Regions from separate parts of the Oryctolagus cuniculus genome. Here region 2 is linked to region 1. A link is a contact called in public Hi-C data. All regions are on one chromosome and are shown on one strand. Each heading gives the region's core, a stretch centred on a gene start, on an enhancer-like site or on the middle of the called end of the contact. The rest is flanking DNA. Distances are from core to core; before and after follow the strand shown.

Region 1 (3,678 bases), core at 146-2,645:
AAGGCCCTTCCGAATAAGCCATCCACTTTTCGTAATTACAGTTATTGCTTTACCAAGGCTTTAGAACTGCCCTGGCCAGCTCTCTGCTGTGGCCCGGGAGTGCAGTGGAGGATGGGCCAAGTCCTTGGGCCCTGCACCCGCATGGGAGACCAGGAAAAGCACCTGGCTCCTGGCTTCGGATCAGCGCAATGCGCTGGCCGCAGCACACCGGCCGCGGCGGCCATTGGAGGGTGAACCAACGGCAAAAGGAAGACCTTTCTCTCTGTCTCTCTCTCACTGTCCACTCTGCCTGTCAAAAAAAAAAAAAAAAAAAAAAAAAAAAAAAAAAAAAAAAAAAGAACTGCCCTAGAAGACAGTATCAGCTCCTCGAGCAGAGAAACTCCCAATTCCAGCACCTTCTCTGTGCTGACTAGTGCCCGGTTTCGCTCTTCCAAACATTGTGCACTGGGGCCCTCATCCTCTGGAGTCTACCAGGTGACAGGAGCCTCCCTACTGCCCACATGAGCAGTTCTCGCTCCAGGGGCACACGGGCAGCCCCTCCCCGGACTGGACATTGGAGGCAGATTGTTCATTACAACACTTCACCAATGATGGTCAAAACAGCACCTTTGGGAGCCAAAGCTGACTCAGACTTTTTTTGCTGTCGAATACATTAAGAGATTCTAATCCCAGAGGGGACGTTATTGTCCAAAACAGATGCTAAATTTTCATTCATTTGCTTCCTATCAGTTTCCCCAAGAGTCAGATCTAGCATGGAGCAAATGGCTGGGTTTTGAGCCAACCCTTTGAGTGAAGAAGGTAACAGACTCCAAAAGTCTTACACAACAGAATACCCAGGCCTGGAAACATTCCGAAGCCTTTTTATAGTTACCCAGAAATGACAAAGGAAATTATTGACTCCAGGAAGGTTTGCAGATTGGTGCAGCTGAGGAGTCCAAGAAAGCATTTGTCTTATGTCTTCCTCCCTCTCCTTACTCCTGCCAGTAACCAAGTGACAACAGTTATTGCTAGTCATCTATTTTTTAATCATGTGATTTTCTTACAAAAGACAAGGACAATTGCTCAGATTGTTGTTTCCAAAAAAAGGCACATGATGGTTACATGAGACTCCATACAGCTGTTAAATGCTTCCAGCCTGCCCAGTCCAAGGTTTTGAAAATTATATCCATGCTTTTAATGGAATATCAATTATTTGAGACACAGAAGAAGGAATCACGAAGGAAAATGGAAGCTTAAATGTTGATTTACAATACAAATAGGGCCCTAAGAACTTCTGAGGTCTCAGGCAGTGTGTTCAAAAGGATAAATGAGGGGCAGGCATTTGGCACAACAGTTAAAACGATGCCTGGGAGGCTGGATCCCACATCAGAGTGCCTGGATCCAAGTCACAATTCCACTTCCAATTCCAGCATCTTGCTAATGCACACCTTGTGAGGCAGGCTCATGTACTTGGGTCCCTGCCACCCACGTGAGACTCAGGTTGAGTTCCAGGCTCCTAGCTTTGCCATGGACCAGCCCTGTCTGTTGCTGGTATGTGGGAAGTGAACCAAGCAGGTGAACAGTCTCTCATGTCTGTCTTTCCAATAAATGTTTCTTCTTTTTAAAGAATAAGTGAAATTTTCCTGTTCAGGTATATGTTTTATCACAACTTCACAATTACTTCAAAACTACATTGCCTGACTTCAGAAGTATCTCCTTTTTCTTTTTTATAAACTGTTTCGCAGGTGTTTGGGAAGGTGTGGTGAATGAGATAGAAAAAACTTCTGTCTTCTGAAGGACACTTTCTTTCAAAATATTCCAAAAGTTGATTATTTTAAATGTTTTGAAATTTTAAAAAAAATATTGATTTGTTTACTTGAAAGGCAGAGGCAAAGAGAAATAGAGACAGAGACAAAGAATCAGAGCAGTCTTTCATCTACTGGTTCACTCCCAGAATGGCCGTAATGGCTGGAGCTGAGCCAATCCGAAGCCAGGAGCTTCTTTCGGATCTCCCATGTGGGTGCAGGGGTCCCAAGCATTTGCGTGGTCTTCTGTTGCTTTTCCAGGCACACTAGCAGGGAGCTGGATCTGAAGTGGAATAGCCGGGAATCGAACCAGCGTCCACATGGGATGCTGGCACCATAGGCAGTGGCTTTATCTGCTACACCACAGCGATGGCCCCCTGAAATATTTTTTTAAAAATCAGAATGTGAAAGCCCCTATTTTATCCAACCCCCTTTTGTTGGGGAGAAGTGGGGACATCCCCCAACAAACAGTACTAAAACAAAAACTCCAAGGGGCAGTGCTTCTGTCCTTCTCAGGTGAGGAGGTGTAAAGACAAACCATTTAATTGAAGGTGGCCAGATGCTTTTATTTTAAACGCAGAGCATTTAACAGTTCCAGGATTAACACAACCCAGCCATTCCTATGACCTGCAACCCTCCTCCAGCATGCCGGTCCTGCTGACGGCAATTTTGGAGGTGGGGGCTAAGCCAAAAGCTGGCTCCATCCCAGACCCACAAGAAAGTAGCACAGAAAAGGGCCTTGCTGCCAGTCACCTCTGTCCAATGAGCCCCGTCAGACATTCCATCACGGGTCATTCACTCCTCTCCTGCCTTTGTACTTTCCCTGGTTGAAGACGGTGAATAGCAGCTCCAGACTTGTCAAAATACTTTGGGCTTCTTGGTCTGCCTTTAATTCACTGGAATGTTGGCAGATATAGACGGGTTTGCCAAAGAGGAATGCCTTTGGCCGTGTCCGGTAGCCAAATGCACTGGCCAGTTGCTTTAGGCTCACCGGGAGCCTGGTAAGGACCCAAAGGCAGTCAGACCTGGCTCTGATCTCATTAGATGCCTGCAGGGTCATCTTGAATTATTAAGAATCATTATTATCTAGCCAGAGCTCAACAACAGCCACATGTGTGTATTTGGAAAAGGCGTCCTGCACTCATATAGTTCACCTGTGTTAACTCTGCTGTAGCAGTCGGTTGGCTTTGAAGGGTAGAAGGGTGGACCTTGACTGACAAAGAGAGCTGTGCAGCACTCCAGATAAACAGAACTTGCAGCCATGCAATGGCTGGAAGCGTGAAAAAGAATGGCTGAGTGTGACTGGTGTATTAGGTGCGGAGGAGATAAAAATGCAAAGGCAGGCTGGGGAGCACCACACAGGCGGGTTATTTATGAAGAACATAAATGTATTTCTTCCACTTCTGGAGACTGGCAAGTCCAAGGTGAAGGTGCAGGCAGACTGGTGTCTGGTGTAGGCTAACTTCCTAGTTCATAGATGGCGCCTTCTAACTGTGCCTGTACATGGCTGCAGGGGCAGGCTAGCTCTTCCTGGGCTCTGTCTATGGACACTCATCCCATTTGTGACAGCTACACTCTCATGCCCCAATCACCACCCCACTCCCAAGGCCTTGCCTCCAAATACCATCACCATCGGAGTTATGATTTCCACATCTGAATTTTTGGGTGTGCGTGTAGGGGGAACACGAACATTCAGATCATAGCATATGGCATATATCATACTTTAAGCTACTTGCACACCAGACCAACACTCCTTCATAACAACCCTCTTCTAGTTCATGACAGCTTCTTCCAGACCTACCCTTGTATCCCACCAGCTGTCTCACCCCCAGAGGCTCCTAATGCAACAATCTCAGAATTAGCAGCCGCTTGTTGATAGTGTAAAGGTGGATTA
Region 2 (3,805 bases), core at 870-3,369, 180 kb before region 1:
CACACCCTCATTCTACCATGGGTTATACCAGGAGATATGCTGGGGTCAGAAACCCAGCTCTCCCATCTACTGCTTTGTGGCTCTGAGCAAGTTTTTTCCCATCTCCCTGGTGTTCAATTTCCTCTTTTGCAAAAAAGGAACAATAGTATTCACCTTATGGAGTTGTTGTTGATATTAAGGTAAAATATTCAAAACCCTTTAGACTAGCACCTGGCACAAAGATTCTATTCATTATTCTATAATTTTACCTAGATACCCATTTCAGGTATTCATGCCCTATTCCCACAAGTAGATTTTCTCTCTCAAAGGAGCCCTGAACATTTGTCAGATCAGTTCATTTGAAACTATTTCTGAACCTTTCTCTTATTGAGCCATCTCTAGGTAAGACAGTGTGCTAAGTCTCATTAGAATGCCGGAGAAGAGGTTGGCGTTGTGGTGCTTTGGATTAAACCACTGCTCGTGAAGCAGGTATCCTGCAGTATCAGAGTGTAGTTCTAGTCCAAGCTGCTGTGCTTCCAAAGCAGCCTCCTACCAATGTTCCTGGGAAAGCAGCAGCAGGTGGCCTAAGTCCCTGGATCCCTGCCACCCACACCGGAAACCCAGATGGAGTTCCTGGCTCCTGGCTTCTGCCTGGCCCAGCCCTGGCCATTATAGCCATTTAGGGAGTGAACCAGTGGATGGAAGAGTTATTTCTCTCTGTCTCTCCCCTGTCACTCTGCCTTTCAATAAATGAATAAATAAATATTCTTTTAAAGAGGCCAGGATAGTTTTCCTCTACCACTGAAGCTTCCATGCTGGTGTCCAAAAGTGGTGACCTCCATGCAGCCCAAGTCCCAGTTGCAGAACTGCTTCATGAGCTCCACAACCAACAGAGCCAGGGGCCAAAAGAGGGTGGGCTCACTGCTGGTTCCATGGAAGAAAGGTCAGAATGGGTGGGCACCAGAGGGTGTGAGCCCATGTACACCATTTTGAAGTCACTCACAGACAGCCATTTCTTGTGCAAATCATCTGATCTGGGTGGGGCATTCAGTCCAAGGGACATGGCCATTGGCGAGTCAGGGGAGAGGAGAGGGATGGAGTTTATTGGATGTCATGGGGAGATATGAATTGGGGTACAGGGTAAGACCAAGCTGGAAGCTTAGAGACAGATTCAAAAGGAAGTTAGGATGCGGGGGCCATGGCACACATTGGGCATGAAGGAAGTGAAACTGGAAATCAAGCTAGAGGAGAAGTAAAAATGTGATGAGAGAGAAGTTATGCAATCCTTAAGAGAGGGAGGGACAGAGAAGGAACAATGGGCAGGAAGAAAGTCGGAAGCAAAGAAACTGACCAACGTACAGGGGCTAGTGGATGGATAGACAGGCCAACAAACCAGAGGAAATAGATAGAAAGAGATTAAATCCAATGGGTGGAGCTTTTCTTCTTGAGCCCTGTGCTGGGTGGACATACAGGACCAGGGAGCCAGGGAAGAAGTCTCTGAGAAGGTGGGTCATGGGCTAGGCACCTGCCAGGACAGTGAGGCTGAGCAGAAGTTCAACTTCTCAACATTTTCTTTTTTATTATTATGTGGGTTTTATATTATTTTTGATTTATACATAATAATTGAACAGGTTTATGGGGTACAACATGATGTTTCAATACATGCTTTCATTGCATAGTGATCAAATTAGGACCCATCCCTTAAATATTTATTTCCTTGTGATAAGAACATTCAAAGTCCTCTCTTCTAGATAAGTTTTGAAATACATGGTACATTACTATTAACCACAGTCCCCCTACTGTGCAACAGAACACGAGCACTGAGTTGGTATCTAACATTGTACCCCTTAACCAATCTCTCTCCAGTCCCCTGCCTCCCAGCCTTTGGTAACCACTGCTCTAAACTGCTATAAGATCAACTTTTTCAGATCCTACATCAACACTTTCTTTTAATGGTTAGTTACAAAGCAACACATACTCCAGCACTTCATCTTAGTTCTCAGAAAAGAACTGCCACACACTTGTCCTACTCTAAGAGGGCAGAGAAATGTTCCAGAGACATCATGAGGGCATGCTGGTGAGAAAGCTGGGACAGTCATATAAATCTTCAAAATGGGGTGAGTATTTATTGGGTGTGTTGTTTAGCAGACACAAGACAGTGCTGATGTCACAACCTAGTAGATCTGGGCATCAGGGATAGTGAGTAAGGCTTCCTGGCCTCTGTTCCTGCCTTGGCCAGAAACGAACTCTGTGATATTGAGCAATGAACTTAACCTATCTGGACATGTGCTTATAAATTTGCAAAATGAGGAGGTTGAACTGGATGTCTTCCAAACTCACTTGCAGGGCTAACATTCTAGACCCTGCAGTTCTATGAACACATGGTTATTTATACATCAGAATTTTTCGCAATGCCCAAATGGTATTAGCAGTCTTGCCAGGCATGTCAATAATATTTTATTTATTATAGTACTATGAAGTGAATAGGTTATTTATCTTCTCCTAGTACAACTTGTACTTGAATACAATTGCAAATGCACAGTAAATCTCTCCTCCTTTGAACTCCCAAAGCATTTTGATCTAAACACCTTTTAGTGTACTTATCACATTCTGCTATGGTTAAATATTGTTATTCAGAAAGGTGCCTTATTGTCTACAACACAGTGTTAAGCTCCCTAAATGCTTTCTGGACACCCAGCTGCAGAGAGAAAAAAGAATGGAGCCGTTGGGGCTGCTCACGCCTTCATAGGTCGAAGAGCCCAGGACCACAGCTTACGCAGCATTCACACTCAGGAGGTCCTCACAGAACATACAGCCAAGGAGAAGGTAAGACATTAAAGGAACTGTTCAAATAAGTCTAATGAGGGGTCTCATCCTTAGCTTTTCCCCAGATGTACCAGAATGGCCAGCCTGAAAACTTTGCCTAAAACTGATATGCAGTGGCTCAACCTCACTGCAAATGGCCCCAGTCCTGATACTATTAAAGGGGAGGTGGGGGTGGGAAAGGAAGACAAGAAAAGCAAAGGGATGGTAGGATACCCATAATCCCAGTCGTGGGACCTATGCACACAATGGCCTGCAGCTGAACAAGAGAGAACACCACATGGAGGTGGAGGAGCCAGCCTTGGGTTGGCTGGCAAGCATGTGCTCAGCTGACAAAATGAGAATAAGGGGGAAACACACAGAAAGCGTCAGGTGCTGGCTCAAGGCAGAGTCTCCTCCAGACACATTTTCTAATCATCCTGCAGGAGGATTAGATCTGGACCCAGTGGGTTTGCTTCACCAAGACCCCAGCAGCCCTTCTGCCATACAGGTGACCCTTCAAGCTCTCTGTCCTGTGCCTCTTTCTCAATTCCCAAAAAATCAAAACTCATCCCCAACTCCCCCGCAATGCTCAGGATCCCTGTTAATAATCCACTTCTCAATGGCGCCTCAGTGTCCTAACCCCTGTCCCGCCTCTGCCCTACCTCTGGGCCTCATTCCCATTCTGGCCAGCAGAGGGACGGTGGCCTCCCTTGTCACGGGCCACCCTGTGTGTGCAGGGGTCAAAGGCCCACTTCCTGTTTCTCTCCTGGTGCCTCAGCAACACGCCACAGTGCTGTATCACATTCCAGGCACTTTTCTCTCCTGAAGTCCCTTCTCCCAATTCCAATGCCTATTCTAGAAAGACCCTCAGTGAGGACTCTGCCAGCGAGTGTTTGGGGACTCTCACAGCCCCCAGGTTCCTGCCAGTCTGGATTTCTGTTAGCTGAAGTTTTGTCTGTATTAACTCACAAGCTCTTCCAATTTCTCTCGTGTGTTCACTGGGTGCCAGTTGGTGTCCCAG

What was found. A called contact is a pair of places that touch in the nucleus more often than the background predicts.
Region 2: a Hi-C map of embryonic fibroblasts shows a contact between it and region 1, with 2.9 times the contacts expected there. The contact joins two enhancer-like sites. A contact is called at or near these places in 2 of 6 Hi-C or Micro-C datasets (embryonic fibroblasts and psoas muscle).

The regions. Positions count from the first base shown.
Region 1 is chr9:72,951,593-72,955,270 of mOryCun1.1, reverse strand. No RefSeq gene overlaps it. Among named protein-coding and RNA genes, the nearest start is that of FOXO1, 110 kb to the right of the region's middle. Within about 2 kb of position 1,395, at least 1 of the 8 cell types and tissues checked has an H3K27ac peak or open chromatin away from gene starts, as enhancers often do.
Region 2 is chr9:73,133,100-73,136,904 of mOryCun1.1, reverse strand. No RefSeq gene overlaps it. Among named protein-coding and RNA genes, the nearest start is that of FOXO1, 300 kb to the right of the region's middle. Within about 2 kb of position 2,119, at least 2 of the 8 cell types and tissues checked have an H3K27ac peak or open chromatin away from gene starts, as enhancers often do.